Regions from separate parts of the Sus scrofa genome. Here region 2 is linked to region 1. Evidence: chromatin contacts called from public Hi-C data. All regions are on one chromosome and are shown on one strand. Each heading gives the region's core, a stretch centred on a gene start, on an enhancer-like site or on the middle of the called end of the contact. The rest is flanking DNA. Distances are from core to core; before and after follow the strand shown. Region 1 holds the start of SNTB1 (beta-1-syntrophin). Region 2 overlaps SNTB1 (beta-1-syntrophin).

Region 1 (6,017 bases), core at 2,284-4,783:
CCAGGTCACGCTGGTCTCCTTTTCGTCCCTCCAACAAAAGAAGCTTAGTTCTGTCTCAGGTGCTTTGCTCTGGCTCTTCCTTCTCCCTGGGACCCTCCTCGCTAGATCTTTGCAAGACTCCTTTCTTCTTCCATCCATGTCTCAGGCCAAAAGTCACCTACTCACAAAGCCAGGATGTCACTTGCCCCTGGTCACTCTAGACTATTTTGCTCTGTTTTATTTTCTTCCTGGCATTTGCTTCTCCATGAAAGTATCTTACGTTTTCAGTCCTTCTTCATTGCCACCTTGCCACCCACTGCAATGTAAGCGTCATAAGGCACGTCTTGCCATTTGTTTGCCCCCATGTGGCAGCACCAAGAACAGTGCCTGGGACATGACAAATGCACAACAAAACTTTGTGGGGTGAGGGAGGAATACTTCCTCTTCTGCCACATGTTGCTGCAGCTCCATCACTGACCTCTGCTCTGTGGAGCTGAGGGTTTTGTGACCTGCTTTTGCAAGTTCAAGGCCACCCAGACCTCTATAGGGAAGTACGCAAAGGGGCACACACAGGAAGATCCCACTTTGGGCTGGGAAAGGGAAGTCAAAAGTTGAGGACAGAAGGAGGAAAGAGAACAGAAGACAGGAATAAGTGAAAGAAATCTGGTTTTTAAAAAGGGTATGTGTGGGGGGCCTTCAGGTATAATTTCTGGAATGCTCACGTTAGACTGGTATCATGATAACCCAGTGGTGGCTTTGTCATAAACCCGCCGTGTGCTCTAAGCTCTGTTCCTGCTCTATTCTGAGCTTCAAACACTTTAAATGCCATACTCATAAAGTGAGGAAGCTGGAAGTCTTTTCAGACCTGTCCAGTGACTATTCTTCAAAAGGGGAGACCTAAGAGAATATAATCCATCCTAATTGTAAAATTATAGGGCTGCAGTCCCACCTAAGAAATGTGGTAAGTTTGTCTTTGAGAGTCAACATCACTGATCAGACACCAGATACGCAGACCTATCTGAGGGTTAACAGGGCTTCTAGGCCAGCAAGACCACAGGTGTCCTCAGTTTCAACCTATTAGCATGACTAAAGGAAAGAATGTACCAATTAGGAGAGGGCAGCATGTCCTCTAACCTGGAAAGCAGGGGAGGCCAGGAGACAATAGCTGGGCCGAACCTTTCTACAGGTATCTAGGGCAAGGGTCTTAATCCTCCCTGTCTCCCTAAGGATGGGAAGGTTGGCTTCCGTGCAAGGTGAACTCTACAGCTAACACGTTCTAAGCATTTTTAGGAGATGATGGTTCAAAGTCCAAACTCTTTCTACCTGGGTTCATATCGTGACTCTGCCTTTTTTAAAATATATATATATATATATTTTTGCTTTTTGGGCTGCAGGTGCAGCATATGAAAATTCCCAAGCTAAGGGCAAATCAGAGCTACAGCTGCTGGCCTACACCACATCCACACCACCACCAGATCTGAGCCACATCTGCAACCTACACCACAGCTCATGGCAATGCCAGATCCCTGACCCACTGAGTAAGGCCAGGGAGCAAACCTACATCTTCATGGATACTAGTTGGGTTCATAACCCACAGAGCCACAGTGAGAACTCCTGACTCTGCCATTTATCCACTACATGAGCAGGGCAAGTTTTTAAATCTGTACCCCCATTCTTCCACCTGTGAAACAGGAGTGATGATAATAGCAAGTATCCCTAAGAACAACTGGGAGGATTAAGTTAATACCTGTAAAGCACTTAGAATAAGGGTTGTTATTTTAATTCCATTGGCAAAGCCATCTCTGGCTGACATGCATGCCTCAGGCCTGATGATATTGAATATTTGCCTTCGCTTCCTCTGATGCCACTTTCAGCAAGCAACCTACTCCTTCCCATGTAGGTTTGCTCACCCGGAAAAAATGTGCTTATCACAGAGATTCTGAGAAATTCCCATCCCAGAGCTTGCAATTTCTTACAGCAAATCGATAAATTACTTCTGGTTATGCCTGGGCCTCTAGCATCACTTGACCACAGAGACAAGACACAGGTGTAATGGGAATGGACGATTTCAGTCCAGGAGCAGATGTTTTGATTTCTAAATCATCGCCCTGGCATTCCGGTGCCTGTCTCCACCTCGGTGCTTTTGGGTTAGAACACAGACACTCAGGCTCTGATTTTCCTGCAGAGCGATGTGTGTGTGCAAGTCCTTAGTCTCTAAAGCAGAGGGCAGCCTCAGCTGGTTTTACCACCCAATACCGTGGTCCCACCCCTCATAGCTCCTTGACTGATCCTGGTACTGCTGTCCCTGGGTACCTTTACCTGAATGAATAAAGAGCTTCCGGAACACTGGTTAGAAATATAGGCAATAAGGATTCTGTAAGTAGAAGTATAAACCTAAGAGTTTCTCATGACCTACCTGTAGTGACTTATAAAAAAAAAAAAAAAGAAAGAAAGAAAAATCCAAATGTTTTCATTTCATTTCTGGCACCTGCCTGGAATACCAACCACCCAGGCTCTGGAGATTGGGAATTGCTCTGTGTTTTTAAACATTCACAATTAAAAATGTGAGTCATTTGAGAAGGGTTAGAGAACTTTCAATGATGCTGTTCATCAGCTCAGTGGCAATGTGTTCAATAAGATTTCTTTCCTCCTGACACCTTGCTGGGTTGCATTTACCTTTAGGAATTCTCTGATTTGTGAATTTGGGTTTGGTTTGGTTTCAAAGAAAGCACAGAAAGAAGTGGAAAGGAAGGTAGATGAGATGAATGAAACACTTCCAGAGCTCCCTGAGATGTGCATAGGGTGGAGGACCCCTGAGAGTTTCCAGGACCAGGAGGATTCTGGGAGATTCATCTAAGACATGTGTTGGCACTTCTGGATTGGCCTGGGAAGATAACCAATAATTTATAATATCGTTTCCCAGGAAAAAGCAGCTTGAGTTCCAAGTCACTCAGAAAGGAACTTCTGAGATAACAATCCATTGCAACCGAGTTCTTAAATAGTGGACTTTTTTCTATTGGACCCAGGGAAGACAGACAAAGTCCCAGGAAGCATTTGGCGTGGCATTGCTGGGGCGGGAGAGGATAGATCAGGAGCAGAGAGCATGTAATGTACTAGGGCAGGAAGAAAAATTGTCCCTGGGGTCTGGGGCCAACAGTGACCTGCTGAAAACCGCAGCCATAGAGACACCTCTTCAGAGACCTAGCAGAAAAGATGTCCTGCATTTAAGGAGAAGTTTCCCTGCACTGGGGTTATGCTGACATTTCATCCTGGGTTCCTGGGACAACCTTCCCTCTTGCCTTTCAGGGAACCCAGGCTGTCCGTCTGGTCTGAGCCCACCTGAGAGCCTCTGCGGAAAGGAGAGACAGGTAAGAACCGAAGCCAAGACTTGGCTTTTGGAAGCCAGAGTGAAGAGACTAGACCCAATTAGGGGTTAGGGCGGAGAGACCGTTCGACAGAGGGTGTGATAGGGGGCTTCAGAGCATCCAGTGAGCGGACCAAGGCAGGACACCCAGACCGTGCGGGGTGCGGAATAGGCGCCGAGGGAGAAGGGTGAGTGGACGAGAGACGGCTGGGGGCGGGGTGGAGGGAAGCTGTCCCTGCGGCGACGTGCGCTCAGAGCACGGAGGCGGGGAGGGTCTGAGAGGACGCGCGGCGTGTGACCGCCGAGGCTGCGGCGGCTGGAACAGGTGAGCGGCCGCCAGGCGCTGGGTCCCCGCCCTTCCCGGCGAGGGACTCCCCCTCCGAACCTCCCCCGCGCTTAGCTGTTTCGCGGCTTCCCTTGGGTTTGGGGTTTTGCAACTGGCAGCTGGCTGCCCCCCTCCACTGTTTCTGTCTCTCCTTCTTCTTTTAGGTAGCTCCACCCCGCCCGGGATCAGGCCAGGGGGAAGCTGCCGACTGCGGCTGCCAACTCGCGCCGGGCGCTCCAGCGAAGTCGCGGAGCGGAGTCCCGCGTCCCGCCTCCTCCCTGCCGGGCGCGCTCTCCTCGCTCCCCGAGCAACCCTTCCCCACTTTTCCCCCCTTTTGCAATCGCACGGCATTTTAAGAATGCCGGAAAGATGGCGGTAGCAGCGGCGGCGGCAGCGGCAGTGGCAGCGGGGCCGGCCGGCGGGGGAGGCGGCCGGGCGCAGCGGAGCGGGCTGCTGGAAGTTTTGGTGCGGGATCGCTGGCACAAAGTTCTGGTGAACTTGAGCGAAGACGCCCTGGTTCTGAGCTGCGAGGAAGGCGCTGCGGCGTACAACGGCATCGGGACCGCCACCAATGGCTCGTTCTGCAGGGGCGCCGGCCCCGGGCACCCAGGCGCAGGCGGCGCGCAGCCCCCGGACTCTCCCGCCGGGGTCCGCACCGCCTTCACCGACCTGCCGGAGCAGGTGCCCGAGTCCATCTCTAACCAGAAGCGCGGCGTGAAGGTGCTGAAGCAGGAGCTGGGCGGGCTGGGCATCAGCATCAAGGGGGGCAAGGAGAACAAGATGCCCATCCTCATCAGCAAGATCTTCAAGGGGCTGGCGGCGGACCAGACCCAAGCCCTGTACGTGGGCGACGCCATCCTGTCTGTGAACGGGGCCGACCTGCGGGACGCCACCCACGACGAGGCGGTGCAGGCGCTGAAGCGCGCTGGCAAGGAAGTGCTGCTGGAAGGTGAGGGGTTAACGCTGCGCGGGCTGCCTGGGATACGCACACCCCAACCGCCTCCTCCCGCCGCATCCTCACACCCACCCACGTGCCGCCACACCCCAGGGGACCGCCGGGCGCGGGTGGCGGAGTTTTGACAACTTTGACCCACTTGGGGGCCACTTGTCCCCACCTGCGAGGCGTTGACCCAGCAGAGGTGTAGGCAAAGTCTCGGTGAGCAGGGTTTCTTGAGTTCGTGTTCTGTGCAGAGCACGGGGTCGGAGGCGTAGTTCACGTAGTCTCAGTTTTACGGGAGCCAAATCTAAGCGTAGCTTAGGGGCCCCAAGTAGAACTGGCCATGAAGGGGGCACGTCCACGTTACAAAGCCAGCTCACTGAGTAATCGCAACTCTGACAGTTTTCTGCTTTGGCAGTTTTCTTCTCTGAAGCCTGGGCAGCCCAGCTAAAAGGGTCGAAGCTCAGAAGGGCCAGAGAGGGGTGGTAATGTGTGCGTGCTAAAACTCCCACCACCCTTCCCGACTGCCCTTTCAAACTGGAAACTGGCCTTCTGGCTGGGGCGTTGTGCCAACGGCTGGGGAGTGTGTTGCAGCTTTATGCAAAAGTTCACTTATGCTGCCAGGTGTTTGGCCGGTCAGTCTGGATTCCAGGTTGCTTTGGGCGGAGGGCTGGTGAGGTGGCTTTTCTGCCTGCATTTTCCCAGTGTTTCCCCCCCCCCTCAGAGTTGTGGTGTGGAAACAACTTTGCATTTGTAAACAGTTTTCCTTGCCTGCGAGGTGTCTAAGAAACTACTCTCTTAAGATCTGATGTGTCCATTCCCCTAGTTACCAAATGTGAATAGAATGAGTAGCACCTTTTGTACCCGTTGGCGGCTGTGTGGTGTTGTGTAGGGAGAAGGGCAGTAGGCGAGTAAGGGGTAATGCGTTCTCCTTTTCCACTACAGCTGCCATTTTCACTTGCTGTCTGCCTCTCTGCCCCCTTACCTAGCTTTGTACACACCTCTGGCAGCACTAACATCATGTAAATATCTATTTACTCAGCCTCCCGCCAATGTGGATTGAGTTGTCTGGGGGGTCCTATATTTGGTTATGGGTCATCTCCCTTGAACTCCATGACATATGTGCTGAGTCAAGGAAGAAATGAACCCATGGCCATTGAAACTGACTGTTTCAACTGAGACTTGTAAGTGGTGGTTGATCTAAACTGAGAACTTAAGTCAGTTTCCTGCTTAGATGCTGGTGTGTGAAACAGAAAGTTCAAAGTTGGGAAAGGGACTCTGTTCCCTGCAACAGCTGATGCAATTCTGTGGTATGTGATGGCCCACCTCCTGGCCTAGAATACAGAAGGGATTTTTTTTTTACCCCCTTATTTGTCTAGAGGATTTGTGATGTCTTCATATTTAATTGCCAC
Region 2 (6,017 bases), core at 1,080-3,579, 170 kb after region 1:
ACAAAATAGACGCTCCAGTGTCTCACTCACAGAAATGTTCTTCTTTGGTGCCCCAACTCCAGAAACCATACAAGTTCGAATAAATAATTTTCTTGATTTATTTGGGCTGCTATAACAAAATATTATGGACTGGGTGGCTTCTAAACAACAGAAATGTATTTTTCACAGCTCTGGAGGCTGGAAGTCCAAGATCAAGGTGCCAGCACACTCCGGTGAGGCCTGTCCTCTGGACTGCAGGCTTCTCGTTGTGTCCTCACATGGGGAAAGGGCAAGGAGTGAGGGGTTCTTCTGGAATATCTTTTGTAAGACCCGGATCCAATTCAGGTGGGGTCCATACCCTCATGATCTAGTCACTTCCCCAAAGCCCCAGCTCATAATACATCGTCCATTAGTTTTCAACGTACGAATTTTGAGGCGACACAAACTTGCAGACCATAGCAACAGTTAAACATTTGCTGAGCGCTTTGTGGTCATTTCATCTTCATTCCCTTTAACACTCCTGAGACCTCACTGATTCTATTCCATTTAACTTCCAGAGCACAGTTGAATTCTGTTCTCCCAGCGAGTGAGCACAAGGCAGTGTGCCCAGGTTAGAGGTGGGGACCCCGGGCTCTGCAGGGTCCACATTCTTTTTCTGAGGCACCATCGCAGGATGTCCTGCGTTGCCTCCTGGTTGTCATGGTGCAAAGTGCTCATTGGGATTCTGCCCAAAAAAGGTGTGATCGTTGAAAATAAAAGCTACTCTTTGAATTGTGCTGACAAGAAAGCAGATTCTCCGTGTTGGAATGATTGGTTTGACCTTTCATTTTTAAGTGGTTTTATGAAAATGTGAGCCCTGCATGCTCTGTAATTTTAAACATTGAATGTGCATTTTTCCCCCCTTCATTTTCAAACCAGACCTACAAAAATCAAGATAATTTTAAATACCCATGTAGGATCAGGTAATCATCTCTAAAATACCAACTGCTGCTAGTCTTTACCTCCTAGTTCCACTCTTAAAGAAAGGGAAGGGGCTCAGGATCCTATGTTGTCACTGCTGTGGCGTGGGTTCGATCCCTGGCCCGGGAACTTGCACATGGCTTCGGGTGCAGCAAAAAAAAAAGGAAAGAAAGGGAAACTGTTAGTAATAATAGCATGACAGTCCTACCTAAAATGTCCTATTAAATAATGACTTTGAAACATGACATATTTGGAGACCTGAGGCAGTCTTCCTTTTCTGATACTTTTTTTTTTTTTTTTTTTGCTCCTACTAGGGTTTGTTGTCCTCCAAGAAAAGGAGGTGTGTGAACAGTACTTATGTGCCAAATGACGCATTACAGGGGGGGATGATCTGAGAGACTGAAATTTGGGAAGAACAGTTTTTAAAGAGCTGTTCATTACTATATCCATTTAAGGAAGAAGTTAGTAGGAAGGAAAGAAGAAAACAGGAAAGAAGGAAGGAGAAATATATACTCACTTTACCTCCATTAGATTTGAACCAGCTTGTGTTATTCAGAGGATAAAAATAACCATTTAAAGAGACATGCTTAAAACTTTCACTTGGATCCCTGATGCATGGTATTTGATTCCTGGAAATATGGTGATGCTGCTTGGATGTTCAGGGCTCTCTTATTTTGGTGATAAATTCTTCATGTGAGTGGAAGGGCAAATCGATAACCATGAAGCCTCATGGGTCCTGCAAAAGGATTTTTTTCCCTCCTTCTCTCAATTTTTAATGAGGCCCCATATTTGTCGTCCTCCCCAGTGGCTACGTGGAGCGCCATGTGCTCAGCGTGGGCCGTGGAGCCGCTGCCAAGTTGCTGACCTGTGCATCTGAGGCGTCCTCAGCTGAGACACCAACCCAAGCTCCAACATATTGTGGAATCCATCATGTTGCTTCTAGGCTCTGATACTAATGAGCACCTAATGAGTTGCAGGGTGTAGGTATTAACCAGGGGCTCTGGCAGTGCTCTTGTTGGACACACAACGAGGTGGGGTTGGAAGGAGGGCAGTGAGACACCCAGTGCACTGATGTCTTAACAGACGTGAGCAATTAGGAAAGCTGTGCTGCAGAATGACTGTTTATTCGCTCATAGGAAGTAATAAGCCATCAAGAGGTGGCAAAACATGCTGTCTTATATCTTCTCTTAAATAATAAAAAACAAACACCCTGTACATCAGAGAGGTGCTTTATGAACTGTGAAATAGGGAAGAAAGTTGAAATGTTTAAAGAGTCAGGTAATAGCTTTTATTACTAAAGGGAAGCTGACTTCCAGCCCTGCTGTTGACTAACAATAGACTTAAGACCTTCGGGCCTGGCCATGTGGCACTGACCACAAGGACATTGGTGACATTCCAAGGCAGTGCTGTGTTGTCTCTTTTTTTGTTTGCTTTTTCAAGAGATGGCAGGCCAGTGCTGGGGTACAAAAGGGCATGCTTCTGTGGCCTTAGGAGATAGTTGTGTACAAAAATTTCTAGCAGCACATTCTGGGAGACATAATATGCCAGAGAAGGAATTGTGACTAATTTTTTATTGCACCCAGAGTGCTCAGCCACTGCTACTGATTCCTAGTTCAAGGCAGATCATTTGAACTGGTTAAGGACTTGAAAAAATTGATTGCAAATCCAGCCATGCTGAAAAAGATAGTTATTTAATTTTTTGGATAAGGCATCCCTTTCAAATTTGTTCCAACTGCCTTATTTTACAGATAAGGAAACTGAGGCAAAGAAAGGTAAATGGTGGAGTTCCCATTGTGGGACAGCAGGGTCGGTGGCGTCTGGACAGTGCTGGGATGCAGGTTCCACCTTTGGTCCAGTGCAGTGGGTTAAGGATCTGGTGTTGCCGTAGACGTGGCTTCGGTTTTGATTGCGGCTCTGATCTGACTGATCCCCAGCCAGGCATGAGCATTCCCCATGTGCTGCAGGGTAACCAAAGAGGGGGAAAAAAAAGAAGGAAAGAAAAGAGAAGAAAGAGCAGTAAATGACTTTGCACTTCATTGCACTGCTTCCCTTACCTGCAATATGAGAGTGGATAAACAGTGAACATCAAGCTCAAAAAACCCAGTTCTAATCCTTACTCTGTTCCTATGAGCTCTTTCTTCTTGGACAAACCACTGACAGTTTCTTTGAGCTCTCGCATCCAACCCTGATGCATGTGTAAGCTCTTTGTAAACCGTAGAGCACCATACAAATGCAAGCTATTATGATTATTTCCCAGACTGCTTTCCAAACTGTTAATACAGTTTAAAAGGAGTAACATGATAGGAAATGAAGGAGAAATGGAATCTATGACCAAATAACATTGAAAAAATGCTATACATTGCCTTAAATATTATATATTATTAAATATTCTGTATTAAATATTATACAAAATTTAAAGGCTGTATTAAAGGCTCTGAGATGTCTTGATATAAAGAAACCCATTTGACTGTGTTTGACATAGTGGTTCTAAAATCAGTCTCACCATTGTGATTCTCCCTCTTTACTCTGGAAGAAACAGATACAAAGAAAGTCATGTGTTTCTCTTGTATAAATGCCCATACATGTTATATTTACTTGTTTACCATCCCTGAGCCTCTGGTGCACAAGCAGCAGTGCTGGAGTGTTTCGCAAGAGTTTTGTAAGAAATTTCATCAGACTTTCCTGGAGAGGGAGTTCCCATCGTGGCCCAGTGGAAACGAATCCAACTGGAACCATGAGGTTGCAGGTTTGATCCCTGGCCTCGCTCAGTGAGGTTAAGGATGTGGTGTTGCCATGAGCGGTGGTGTAGGTCTCAGACACGGCTTGGATCTGGCATTGCTGTGGCTGTGGCATAGGCTGGCAGCTATGGCTCCGATTGGACCCCTAGCCTGAGAATCTCCATATGCCGTGGGTGCGGCCCTAAAAAGAAAAAAGAAAAAGAAAAAAGAAAAAAAAGAATTGCCTGGAGAGAGGATGCTGCTGATTAAAAATGCAAGTTCAGGGGTCTTAGCCCAAACCCACCAAATCGGGATCACCCGGTGGGTGGAGGGGGCTGGAAATCTGCATTTTCAGCGAGCTCCGCAGAGGTTCTGACGCACAGTAGACTTCAGTAGCCACCACTGTCCACCATGATGAGGAGAGCAAGGACTATGGCAGTCGTCTGCCTGGTGTGTGACCTTCCAGCTGCATGCCCAGGCCACCCACCTTCACATTTCTAAGCTCTGGTTTTCTTATCTGTGAAAGGGGTATAGTAACAACTTTGCAAAGGTTTTGTGAAGACTCAATGATATACTGTGTGCAAAGTGCTCACCACAACATCCATCTTAGTCCATTCGGGCCACTGGGCAAAATACCACAGACAGGGTGGCTTGAGAACAACAGAAATGTCTTTCTCACAGTTCTGGAGACTAGAGGGCCGAGACTAGGGTGCCAGTTTTGTCAGGCGGGGACCCGCTTCCAAGTCACAAACTTCTCCTTGTAGCCTCGCTGGACAGAAGCGGGAGGGGTCTCTGTGGGGTGGCTTTCATAGGACGGAAAACCCTCATCAGGAGACCTCTGCCTTTATCATGGAATCACCTCAGAAGTCTCCATCTCCTAATTCAACCAGAATTTGGATTTCAACATGCAAATTTTGGGGAGACAGACATTCAGATAGTAGCAATGTGTGATATAATGAGATCTTGTTAATAACAATAGTTTTTGGAGTCCCAGCTGTGGCACAGTGGGTTAAGAATCTGACTACAGGAGTTCCCATCGTGGCTCAGTGGTTAGCGAATCCAACTAGGAACCATGAGGTTGCCCATTCGATCCCTGGCCTTGCTCAGTGGGTTAAGGATCCAGTGTTGCTGTGATCTGTGGTGTGGGTCGCAGACAAGGCTCAGATCCCGTGTTGCTATGGCTGTGGCGGAGGCCAATGGCTACAGCTCTGATTCAACCCCTAGCCTGGGAGCCTCCATATGCCATAGGAGCAGCCCAAGAAATGGCAAAAAGACAAAAAGACCAAAAAAAAAGAATCTGACTACAGTGGCTCAGATCACTGCAGAGGTGTGGGTTCAATCCCCAGCCCAGCACAATTAAAGATCCAGCATTGCCACAGCTTTGGCATAGTTTGCAGCTGTGGCTTAGACTCAGTCCCTGGCCAAGGAACTTTCACATGCTGCCTGTGTGCCCATAATGATAATAATAATAATTACTGCTATCATCATCTTCATTATCACCATCATCATCAAGACCACTATACAAACTGGGGACATAAACATGGTCACTTTCCTGGAGTGTGCTCTGTCCAGTACTGGAGTTAAATGTTAGCAGTTAACTACAGACACCATATGTGCTACAGGGGAGGTGACTGAAATCAAATGGAAACTCAGTGATTGACTGGAGGGACTCGTAGAAGGCTCCACACAGACAATATTTGAGCTCAACCTGAGGTAGATGTTTTCTACATAAGAAGCAAACAATCTCACTAATAGAGGGAAAAAAAAAATTCTAGTAGTACTTCCAGCCAACTCAAAAAAAGAAACTTACCACCTCTCTGGCACTGCCTTTTTAGTAGCTCTGTGAATTGGCTTCCTCTCACCTTATGTCTAAAGTAAGTATTCTTTCCCACATTTAATTTTCTGCACAGATTTGCATAGGAAGCATTAAAAAACAACAATAAATATTCAAAAGTAATTTAATAGTTCCAGTTTCTTTTTTGATTTTTTTTCCTATAATTTCCAATTGCCATTTGATAACTTTTGATTTTGCTACTTCTTTCTTGTCCCCACGCTTTGGTAACGGGCCAAACAAGTGGCTAAAATTGAGGGTGAACCAAGCTCGGCGGTGGATAACACTAAGAACAACCAGCGTTCATTTCTTTTGTACTCTGTTTAGCATTATCAAGAAAATTCAGGAAATTTAGATCACCTGCTTGTGGAGAGTCAGCCCTGCCCAAGGCCATAAGTGGGCTACAAATGCAAAACACAGTCCTCTTCCTCAAGTAGTTTATAAGCTGGATGGTCGAGGAAGGAAACTACAAAGTGAGATGTTTCAAAATCAAATAGCGATCCATACAGAAAAAGTGCAAGGCAAAACAT

The links. Hi-C and Micro-C count contacts between places; a contact is called where the count stands out from the background.
Region 2: a contact with region 1 is called in a Hi-C map of liver, with 1.9 times the contacts expected there. The contact joins the enhancer-like site here to the promoter of SNTB1 in region 1. A contact is called at or near these places in 2 of 5 promoter capture datasets (fetal skeletal muscle and liver), 5 of 47 Hi-C or Micro-C datasets (alveolar macrophages, liver and skeletal muscle) and 1 of 2 datasets of contacts at active chromatin or transcription factors (skeletal muscle).

The regions. Positions count from the first base shown.
Region 1 is chr4:18,285,223-18,291,239 of Sscrofa11.1, forward strand. It overlaps SNTB1 (beta-1-syntrophin), which reads left to right and starts at 3,534. Exons shown (of 8, transcript XM_021088981.1): 1 at 3,534-3,668; 2 at 3,833-4,617. The coding sequence starts at 4,038.
Region 2 is chr4:18,457,507-18,463,523 of Sscrofa11.1, forward strand. All of the region lies in intron 4 of SNTB1 (beta-1-syntrophin), which reads left to right. Among named protein-coding and RNA genes, the nearest start is that of MTBP, 150 kb to the right of the region's middle. Within about 2 kb of position 2,330, at least 4 of the 83 cell types and tissues checked have an H3K27ac peak or open chromatin away from gene starts, as enhancers often do. A contact at or near this core is called in liver, where this site is marked.